2 separate regions of the Pan troglodytes genome follow, and region 1 is linked to region 2. The links are chromatin contacts, called in public Hi-C maps. All regions are on one chromosome and are shown on one strand. Each heading gives the region's core, a stretch centred on a gene start, on an enhancer-like site or on the middle of the called end of the contact. The rest is flanking DNA. Distances are from core to core; before and after follow the strand shown. Region 1 holds the start of ATG16L1 (autophagy related 16 like 1). Region 2 has its middle 26 kb from the start of EFHD1.

The links. Hi-C and Micro-C count contacts between places; a contact is called where the count stands out from the background.
Region 1: a Hi-C map of stem cell-derived neural progenitor cells shows a contact between it and region 2, with 5 times the contacts expected there. The contact joins the promoter of ATG16L1 here to the enhancer-like site in region 2. A contact is called at or near these places in 1 of 7 Hi-C or Micro-C datasets (stem cell-derived neural progenitor cells) and 1 of 1 datasets of contacts at active chromatin or transcription factors (stem cell-derived excitatory neurons).

The regions. Positions count from the first base shown.
Region 1 is chr13:135,453,399-135,458,711 of NHGRI_mPanTro3-v2.0_pri, reverse strand. ATG16L1 (autophagy related 16 like 1) reads right to left here and starts at 2,258. Exons shown (of 17, transcript XM_001150056.6): 1 at 1,920-2,258. The coding sequence starts at 2,034.
Region 2 is chr13:134,813,068-134,819,035 of NHGRI_mPanTro3-v2.0_pri, reverse strand. No RefSeq gene overlaps it. Among named protein-coding and RNA genes, the nearest start is that of EFHD1, 26 kb to the left of the region's middle. Within about 2 kb of position 4,070, at least 14 of the 24 cell types and tissues checked have an H3K27ac peak or open chromatin away from gene starts, as enhancers often do. A contact at or near this core is called in stem cell-derived neural progenitor cells, where this site is marked.

The sequences.
Region 1 (5,313 bases), core at 1,009-3,508, 640 kb before region 2:
TCAGGGAATCATGTTTTGAGGAAGAGGGACTTCTTGTGCTTCTGGCTTTCTGAAACAGCACTGTTCTTCAGGGCCTCCTAGAACAGCAAAGCATCCCCTTTCTTCTTAGTTTTGTTAAAACAATGGGTGCAGTGAAAGCAAAGAACCATTTACTGGGGGAGCCAGTGAGAAAAGCAAATGCAAAAGTTAGTCATCAAGCCTAAGTTCAAATTCCAGTCCCGGCTGGTCACGGTGGCTCATGCCTGTAATCCTAGCACTTTGGGTGGCTGAGGCAGGTACATCACCTGAGGTCAGAAGTTCAAGATCAGCCTGGCCAACATGGTGAAACCCTGTCTCTACTAAAAATACAAAAATTAGCCGGGCGTGGTGGTGCTTGCCTATAGTTCCAGCTACTAGGGAGGCTGAGGCAGGAGGATCTCTTGAACCTGGGAGGTGGAGGTTGCAGTGAGCTGAGATCACGCCACTTGCACTCCAGCCTAGGTGACAGAGCAAGACTCTGTCTCCAAAAAAAAAAACAAACAAAAAAAAAACCAGTCTCACCATTAACCTGCTGTGCAACCTCAGAAGTTACCTAATCTCTCTTGGCCTCAGTTTCATGTGTGAAAATGGCAATAACAGTTCCTGCTTCATACACAGAATTTTGGGAAAGATAAAATGAAATAACACATGCAAATACTTACCACAGTACTAAAATTTGTCTGCACAGTAGTCATTTGGGAAGCATCAAAAAACACTGATAACTTGGCATGCAGTTCTAGGCTTAATCTCACACAAACACAAAAACACACACACACACTGATACCTGTGTACTGTGATACTTGTGATTTAGTTGGTCTGGGCTGTGGCTTGGGATTTGTAATTTTTTAAAGATCCACAGGTGATTCTAATGTGGAGCTAAGTTTGAGAACTACTGATTTTGCACAATCAGAATGCAATATAAGGCAGCAATTATTATTCTGAATATCATCATCAGCATAACTTGAGAAAGTCGTCAGGTTTACTTTCAGACGCAGATGGAACCACCTTAGGAGCATTATGATTTAGGTAAAGGTACAAACATTTTTGTACCCTTAAGCTGCAAGCAGTAAGGGGAAAGAAAACCACCTCTTTCATACTGAAGATTTCAGTAACAGTAAAGGTTCTGTTAATATTAAGATATTAACACCAAGGTGGGGCCGGGCTCGGTGGCTCACGCCTATAATCCCAGCACTTTGGGAGGCCGAGGTGGGAAGATCGCTTGAGCGCAGGAGTTGGAGACCAGCCTGGGAAACACAGTGAGACCTCGTTCCAAAAAAATTTTTTTAAAAAAATTAGCCGACCGTGGTGAAGCGCGTCTGTAATCCCAGCTACTCGGGAGGCTTAGGTGGGAGGATCACTTGATCCTGGGAGTTTGAGACTGCAGTGAGCCGTGATCTCCGCCACTGCACTCCAGGCTCGGCGACACAGCAAGACCCTGATCCCCTATCCCGTTTCCCCGCAAAAAAAAACCACCAACGTGGAGTAAGGGAAGTAAGTTTGAGGAATCAAAGGCCACCCGTTCCAGTGCATTGAGAAGGCAATGTTAATTCTGCGACTGAAAGTCAACGACCGTTTCATTAACATGACCCCATAGATGGGATGTTTCTGGGACCTATTTAAGTGCATAAGCATTGTTATGAGCTACTGGGATTTACAAATACAAACACGAACTGTGCCTCCCCACAAAGATCGTACAATTTAATAGGGAAAATCCTCCAAAGATAAAACGCAGGTTAGAAAAAACATTTAAAAGGCGTGGGGCGTCCCAAGCGCGGGTTACCCGAGGCGGCCGCCATGCGTGCGGGCGGCGCCAGGTACTCGGCCTCAGGTTCCCGCTGACGCCCCGCATGCCTCCGCGGGGCCCGCCCGCCCGGCTCCCAGCCCGCACCGGCGCCGCTCACACTGCAGGATGATCTCCTCGAACGCCTGTCTCTGCAGCCGGTCCCGGCGCCTCAGTTGCTCCGAGATGTGGCGCTTCCAGCGGGGGAAGTCAGCGGCGCGGAGGCCCGACGACATGTCACTTGCTGCCCCGGCACCTCAGCGCCACCAATGCGAGCGAGGGCTGACGGCCGCAGCCTGCAGCATGAGGCAACCAGCAGAAGCGGGAATGCCGGCAATCCCGGAGCTCACCTCCACACACTGGCCGTACCCGAGACCATCCGGGACGGTCTTCCGGCTCATGCCGGAAATGATTTTCGAGAGGGCCGGAAGACCCTCCCCCTCACCCGAAGCACGGGCTCAGGGGCCGGTGCCTACGCAGGGCGCTCGCTAGTGACGCCAGCCTGTAGCCGGAAGCGTCAGCTGCAGAGGAGCGGCCGCTTGGGGGCGTCCGGGCCCTGCGCAAGGCCCAGCGCCGGGCGGGAAGGAGGCAGGAAAGGGGCCGCTTCCGCCTGACTGCTTACTTTTCTTTTGCTGCTTTTCAACCCTTTTCGTGTTTTCTTTCTTGGCCTGTCTCCCCCTACTTTTTTTTAAATCGCAGTTTAGGAACAAATGGGGTTCCCTCCATAGTAGCTCTGTGGCTGTGGATGAGTGACAGCCTACCTAAGCCTCAGTTGTCTCATCTGTAAAATGGGGACAGTAATGATACCTACCTCAGAAGGTTGTCACGAATAGTAAAACGAAAAACCCATGTAATGCAGTCAGCACTGTGCTTGGTACAGGGGAAACCTAAGTTTACAAAGACACCTGGTGTCTTCCCAAGGCCTACCCTGACAGCAGGAGCATTGCCATCTTGGACAACTGCCACCATTTTAAGTTCCCCTTGATTAAGAAACTGCCTAAATCCAACCCAAAAACATCAGCCTAATGGCTAATGTCAGCATAACCAGAAACATTCCAACCCTAAGATAAACCCACTTCCAACCAGAAACATGCCAACCCGGAGATAGCCTCCCCTCCAGCCAGAGACTTTCCAACCCTGCAATAAACTTTCCCTCATACAGAAACATTACGAACCTGCAATAAGCTCACCGCTTCGTAAACCCTTAAACACCCTTAATGTGTAAGAGAAAACGCTCCTGACCAAAATCGACAAGAAGCCCCTCTCAGGTTTATTCTCCAAAATAAACCTGTCTTTGACTGTTAAGCTGCTTTTCGTGTTTCTTTCTTGTTTCTTAACTCTTACATACCTGAAGTCAGGGTGCGTTGGCAAGAGTGTCCCACTGAACTTGGAAACAGGTTTTGTGGTTTGTTTGGGGTTTTTGTTTTTGTTTGCAATGGAGAAGAGAACTGGAAACAGGAGCTAAGAAAGATGTGAATTGTGTATCAGAGTTTGTCTTCATCATTAGAATCCTAGAAATTGTGGCCTGACAATAAATGGAGCCTTAGAAGGTAATCTGAGGCTGTAGATGTTGAAAGGGGGAGATGAAGACACACTGGCTCCTGAGAAAGTTGTGTCTGTGAACAAGCTCAGTAGAATGGAAAACCCAGTTCTGTAATAGAGTTGCTGGAGCTCCATCTGCCTTTAACAATTAGTGAATTTACTGCATGAAAATGGAGCCAGACAAAGTAGTTGGCCAAAAGAGGAAAGGAATATCAGAAACTACCTTCTCTTCCAGTGTGTCTCAAGTCCAGAGGAAGGTCCTTCAGAGACAGATAAGAAGAACTTAGGCTGAGGAGAGGAGGACAGTCAGGCTTCTAGCACTGTAGTTAAAGATGGTTCACTGGTAGTCAGTATTGAGTGGACCTGAAGTCGTTGGAAGGATCCAATGGGATCAGAAATAGAAGTGACTTCCTCACACACTGAAGAAAATGAAAAAGTTCTGAAAGTGACCGAGAATGCCTTCAAATGCAGCAGTGGCACCACCCTTAAAAGACCATTACACCAAATCTTGACAGTTGAGCATGTTAATTTTCCACATTTATGATTAAAATATGTTTCCAAGGTTGGGCATGGTGGCTCACACCTGTAATCCCAACACTTTGGGAGGCCAAGGTGAGAGGATCACTTGAGCTCAGGAATTTGAGACCAACCAGCCTGGGCAACATGACACAACCTGTCTCTACAAAAATACAAAAAATTAGTTGAGTGTGGTGGTGTGTGCCTGTAATCCTAGCTACTGGGATGGGGCTGAGGTGGGAGCATCGCTCGAGCCTAGGAGGTCAAGGCTGCAGTGGGTTCTGATCGCACCACTGTGTTCCAGCAGCCTGGTCAACAGAGCAAGACCCTGACTCTCTCTCTCTCTATATATAAAAATGTGTTTACAAATTTGCAGTTTGCCTAACCAGCAATTCCACTTGCAGGAATTTATGCCAAGAAATATTTGGACACATGTCCACATACAAAAATCTTTGTTGCAGCATTGTTTTTAGGTTGGTGTAAAAGTAATTGCGGTTTATAATAATGATGAGAAGTTGGAGAAAAAAATCTACATTTCCAACAATAAGAGATTGGTTAAATTAGTGTACATTTATTGCTGGAAATTGTTGATAGTAACAGCAGTATATGTCATAAATCAATTTATGTGAAATGAGTATGTCCTTAGCTCATCATAGACAAATATTTGTTGAACACATGAAGAATAATTTCTAAAGAAAGAATGTGAAGCTCTGCTAGTCCTGCCCTCCTCCTAACTCACCAGCTTTATCTAGCACGCAACCACAGCCACGCTGAAGCCTCTTACTTCCTTCTGCTTACCGTGCTCCCTCTCGTTGCAGGGCCTTTGGATTTACTGTGTTGGGCACATCTTCCCTTCTGACTTCTCCAAATTAATTTCTGTGTGTTCGTTCTCATTTCAGTAGTCACTTCCTCGCAACAGTAGGATAAGAGACCTTCACAACCTGTTACAGATCTTATCTCCCTGTTATGCGTGTACCTCTCCTTTATAGCATTGATCCCAGTTATAGGTTCACATGTATTTGTATCATTACTTGATAAAGGTCTGTCTCCCCCAGTAGACTGTAAACTCCATGAGACAAGAGCTGTGTCTGTTTTTGCACATCATTATATCTCCAGCAAGAGCATGAAGCCCTTTATGTATTAGGTGCTCAGTAAATGTTATTTAATTAATGAATGGAATATGTGAAAATACTGATAATAGTATTATCTGTAGGCAGTGGTGTTGCTGGGTTTTTTTCTTATATGTGTATTTTATATGCATTTTCTAATAGGTAGACATTATATATATATATACTACATATGCATGAAAAAGTTGGGCCGGGCGCGGTGGCTCACACCTGTAATCCCAGCACTTTGGGAGGCTGAGGCAGGTGGATCACCTGAGGTCAGGAGTTCATGACCGGCCTGTCTAACATGGCAAAACCCCATCTCTACTAAAAATACAAAAAATTAGCTGG
Region 2 (5,968 bases), core at 2,821-5,320:
GCGGAGCTCGCCTGCCCCTACTCCCCAGATAGGCCCAGCCTCAGGGATGGGAGGGCTTTCCGTCCCCAGAGGGGCACTCCCACACCCAATCTCCACAAGGAGCTGATGGCAGGTGGGCCTGGGGCCTCAGCCTGGCAGAACAAACCTGCTCTGATATAAACAAACAGGGACAGACACAGGCAACCCTGTCTGAAGGGTCCCCATTTCCCCAACTCGGGCTTTGGAGAACCCACAAGGACTACGCAGCCCCTCCTGGTATGTGGCGGGACAGGCGCTGTGCCCTGAGCCCTCTCCTTTCACCTTTGGGGTTTAATGCATGTGTGAGGGTTGGAGAAGGAGCCAGTGTTTTGGGGACGCTGCCCCTGTCATTCCACAGGGAGCAACCACAGTGACCTTGGTAAGTATCAAAGGCAAACGGTGCTTCTCCCACGTTACTCTCTCCTCTGAGAAGGGAGACCCGGAGGAGCTTCAGCCACCACTCCCCTGGCCGGGTCCCTGCAGAGGCCTCAGGGCACACCTGGAGTTTTTGTGTTGTGTGCCAAAAGGTAAGGCCAGAAAGGTGAGGATTGATTGTGTGTCGGGACTGTTTCCGTCTCATCTTGGGTGAGTCTTGCATCAAGGGAGATGCCTGGGCTGGGCTGAAGGTGAAGGAGCAGGAGGCCTTTGGGAGTGGAAGAGGCTGAGTGTGGCTCAGGTGAGGAGGCCGAGACTTCCTCCTTGGTTGTCTCTGGGTTTAACTCTGGTCAAGACAGATATCCTTCCTACTGGGGGGCCACTTAGGGGGGCTTTAGTCAATTCATCTCCGAATCCCTGGTACCCAACACCATGCCTGGCACACTTAGGCACTGCAACAAAATGATGAAGGAAGGAACTAACGAATAATTGAAGTGAAAATTTATATTTCACTTGACCTTGCCTTCCCTGATCAGACTATGTTTGCAAACACTTCATTTTCACTTTAAGAACTCATGCATCTTGGCTGGGTGCAGTGGCTCATGCCTGTAATCCCAGCACCTTGGGAGGCTGACGCAGGCGGATCACCTGAGGTCAGGAGTTCAAGACCAGCCTGGCCAACATGGCGAAACCCTGTCTCTACTAAAAATATAAAAAATTAGCCGGGCATGGTGGTGGGCGCCTGTAATCCCAATAACTCGGGAGGCTGAGACAGGAGACTCACCTGAACCCAGGAGGCAGAGGGTGCAGTGAGACGAGATTGCACCACTTCACTCCAGCCTGGGTGACAGAGCAAGACTCCATCTAAAAAAAAAAAAAAAAAAAAAAAAAAAGAACTTATGCATCTCATGTTTTAAACATTTTTTTGGTCTTGTAATAGAAGAGATTCATCCATTCAAATGTATTGTGATAGTGATATGTTTCAAAATGCTTTTTCATTGTATTTTATTTTATTTTTTGAGATGGAGTCTTGCTCTGTTGCCAGGCTGGAGTGCAGTGGCGCGATCCCGGCTTTCTGTAACCTCAGCCTCCTGGGTTCAAGCGATTCTCTTGCCTCAGCCTCCTGAGTAGCTGGGACCACCGGCATGAGCCACCACACCCAGCTAATTTTTGTATTTTTTAGTATAGACGGGGTTTCACCATATTGGCCAGGCTGGTCTTGAACTCCTGACCTCATTTTCCGCCCGCCTCCGCCTCTCAAAGTGCTGGCATTACAGGCGTGAGCCACTGGGCCCGGCTGTTTTCTGGTTTTTCTTTCCCTCTCTTTGCAATGCTGATCAAGTGTTTTTTTCTCTTTTTCCCAAGTACAATTGGCCCCCCATTCCCATGGGATTCAACCAACCATAGATCAAAAATATTCAGGAAAAAATATAACAATAAAAATCATACAAATAAAAAACAATACAGCAGGACAACTATCTACATAGCATTTACATTGTATTAGGTATTATAAGTAATCTAAAGATGATTTAAGTATATGTAGGTTATATGCAAATACTACACCAGTTCATTTATTTATTTATTTTGAGATGAAGTCTCACTCAGGCTGGAGTGCAGTGACCCAATCTTGACTCACTGCAACCTCCGCCTCCCGGATTCAAGTGATTCTCCCACCTCAGCCTCCTAAGTAGCTGGGATTACAGACGTGCCCCACCACGCCAGGCTAATTTTTGTATTTTTAGTAGAGACGGGGTTTCACCATGTTGGCCAGGCTAGTCTTGAACTCCTGACTTCAAGTGAACCGCCTGCCTTGGCCTTCCAAAGTGCTGAGATTACAGGCATGAGCCACCACGCCCAGCCTACAGCAATTTATATAAGGGACTTGATTCCATGGATTTGGTATGGGAGTCCTAGAACCAGTGCCTCCTCAGATACTGAGGACTGTAGTTCCATATTATCTTGTTAGTGGTTATCTTCAATTCATTTTATTTGACTTTTAATTAATTAATTAAAAAAAAAGAGACAGGGTCTTGCTGTGTTGCCCAGGCTGGTCTAGAACTCCTGGACTCAAGCTGTCCTCCCGACTTGGCCTCTCAAAGTGCTGGGATCATAGGCGTGAGCCACCACGCCTGGCCCTAACCTTAAATTAAAAAAAAAAAAAAATTTAGCCTGTATTTTCTTTCCTTTTTTTTTTGAGATAGGGTCTTGCTCTGTTGCCCAGGCTGGAGTGCAGTGGCCCAATCACAGCTCACTGCAGCCTTGATGCTGGGCTTAAGCTATTCTCTCACCTCAGTCTCCTGATTAGTTGGGACTATAGGCGCATGGCACTACACCCAGCTAATTTTTTTTTTTTTTTGAGACATTCTCGCTCTGTTACCCAGGGTGGAGTACAGTGGTGCGATCTCGGCTAAGTGCAGCCTCCGCCTCCCAGGTTCAAGTGATTCTCCTGCCTCAGCCTCCCGAGTATCTGGGGTAACAGTTGCCTGCTACCACGCCAGGCTACTTTTTTTTTTTTTTTTTTTTTTTAATTTTTAGGAGAGACGGGGCTTCACCATGTTGGCCAGGCTGGTCTTGAACTCCTGACCTCAGGTGATCCCCACCCGCCTCAGCCCCCCCAAGTGCTGAGATTACAGGCCTGAGCCACCGCGCCCAGCCCGACTGGCTAATTTTTAAATCTTTTGTACAGATAGGATCTCACTATGTTGCCCAGGCTGGTGTCAAAATCCTGGGCTCAAGTGATCCGACTGCCCTGGCTTCCCAAAGTGCTGGAATTACAGGCATGAGCCATTTAGAAATAAAATGGGCCAGACGTGGTGGCCTGGACCTGTAGTCCCAGCACTTCGGGAGGCTGAGGTGGGAGAATCGCTTTAGCCCGGGAGGTGGACGTTGTAGTGAGCCGTGATCGCGCCACTGCAGCCTGGGCGACAGAGCCAGACCGTCTCAAAAGAAAAAACATAATAAGAAAAAAAAAAGTTATGATGTGTCTCCAGATTGGGGTGTGCCACTGAGGCCCATTCCGTGCACCCCAACTTTATTTTTTTTTAATTTTTATTTTATTTTTTTGAGACCGAGTCTCGCTCTGTCGCCCAGGCTGGAGTGCAGTGGCGCAATCTCAGCTCACTGCAAGTTCCGCCTCCCGGGTTCACGGCATTCTCCTACCTCAGCCTCCCCAGTAGCTGGGACCACAGGCGCCCGCCACCACGCCCGGCTAATTTTTTTTTTTTTTTTTTAGTAGAGACGGGGTTTCACCATCCACAGGATGGTCTCGATCTCCTGACCTTGTGATCCGCCCGCCTCAGCCTCCCAAAGTGCTGGGATTACAGGCTGAGCCACCGCGCCCGGTCGCACCCCAACTTTAAAGATGAGGGTCGGTGCAGGTGAGGAACCTGCTCAGGGTCCCCCAGCCCCAGCGCCGGGTCTACCCACGACTGGGGGCGGAGGATGGCGGTGAGTAAAAAAAGAAACCTTCCTCATTCACTGACATTCCAGGGGAGGACGATGGGGACTTCAGCACACCCTGGGATTGCTGCAGGCTGGGGTGTCTCTCAAGAGTTTTGAGTTTAGATTCTCTGGGAGACCAGCCGGCGCGGAGAAGGCTTAAAAGCCCAGCCGATTGCAGACCGTGCGCGGGGCAGGGAAGCGAGGGCCCGGAGTGCCCTCCGGTGGCGGAAGCCAGGAATTACCGCGCACCTATTCTGGACCAGAGTAAAAATCGCCTGGAAAACGTCGAAAATCGTAGACTCTCAAGGGTGAAAGGGGATTTAAAGAGCACTTACTGCAACTCTCCCATCGTATGTCTGGGGACTGTCAGCGTTATAGATCTTGGCCTTCACAGGGACAGTACAGAGAAAGGCAAGCAGCCGCCAAGGCCGGGGTATCCGCCTGCACTTAGCGGGGCTCTCGGAAGCCGGCCTGGGGATGAGCCAGGCGTCCTCGGGCCTGGTGCTGGCGCCTGGCGCGCCCTCTGCTGGATACCGCCGCCTTGTCAGTGACTCGAAATTTGCTCAGAACCGATTTTTTTTTTTTTTTGATATGGAGTCTCGCTCTGTCGGCCAGGCTGGAGTGCAGTGGCGCAATCTCGGTTCACTGCAACCTACGCCTCCCGGGTTCAAGCGATTATCCTGCCTCAGCCTCCCGAGTAACTGGGATTACAGGCGCGCATCACCACACCCAGCTCATTTTTGTATTTTTAGCAGAAATGGGGTTTCACCATGTTGGCCAAGCTAGTCTCGAATTCCTGACCTCAAGTGATCCTCCCACCTTGGCCTCCTAAAGTGTTGGGATTACAGGCGTGAGCCACCGCACCTGGCCCCGAACCGAATATCATACCCACAGCGTTTTTTCATGTATGCATCCATTCATTCAGCAATGTTTTTCTGGTACTGAGGAGCCACGTCCTTACGGCGAGAGGAAGCTGGGGGGCCACAGAGCAAACTGTCTGATCACTTGGTTTCTAATCCTTCCCTCCCTCCCTCCCGCCCTCCCTCTCTCTCTCTCTTTTTTTTTTTTTTTTAGACAGAGTCTCGCTCTGTTGCCCAGGCTGGAGTGCCGTAGCGCAATCTTGGCTCACTGCAACCTCCGCCTCCTGGATTCAAGCAATTCTCCTGCCTCAGCCTCCTGAGTATCTGGGATTACAGACCCATACCACCACGCCCGGCTAATTTTTGTATTTTTAGTAGAGACGGGGTTTCGCCATGTTGGTCAGGCTGGTCTCAAACTCCTGACCTCGTGATCCACCCGCCTCGGCCTCCCAAAGTGCTGGGATTACAGGCGTGAGCCACCACACCCGGCCTCTTTTTTTTTTTGACGGAGTCTCCCTCTGTCGCCCAGGCTAGAGTGCAGTGGCATGATCTGGGCTCAGTTGCAACCTCTGCCTCCCAGGTTCAAGAGATTCTCCTGCCTCAGCTTCCCGAGTAGCTGGGATTACAGGTGCGTGCTGCCACGCCTGGCTAATTTTTTTGTATTTTTAGCAGAGACAGGGTTTCACCATATAGGTCAGGCTGGTCTCGCACTCCTGACCTCAGGTGATCCACCCACCTCAGCCTCCCAAAATGCTGGGATTACAGATGTGAGCCACTGCACGCAGCCTGGCCCCTAATTCTTTAACATCCCACTAAGACAGGGGACTCTGGCATAGCATCTGGGTGTCTGACTCCATCACCTCTGGGGAAGAAAGCAAAGGTGGTGAGAAGACGCTGGAACCGGCCAGCCCTGGAGGCGGGGTCGGCTGGGGCACCTCCTTCCTGGCCTCTGCGCCTACTAGACGCCTAGGCTGGTAAGGTGCTTCCTTATCTGTAAAATGGGACCACAATGATCTGGCTATCAGGGCTGGGAAGGCTTGAATGAGCTTATGTACTCGGAAGAGCCTGCCAGGCCTGAAGGGGAAGGGCACTGTGGGAAGCGTGGTGTCAGCGCCAGGACTTAGGGAGAGAAAGAGGCCTCAGGCTCCTGGTCCCAGGCATGTGTGTTTCCCCATCTTGCTGAGCTGTGGGAAGTGGGAAGCTGGAAGAGAAGGGAAGAGGATGAGCCGTGTTTCAGACCCTGAATGTTGAATGTGGGGTGACAGTGAAGTCTC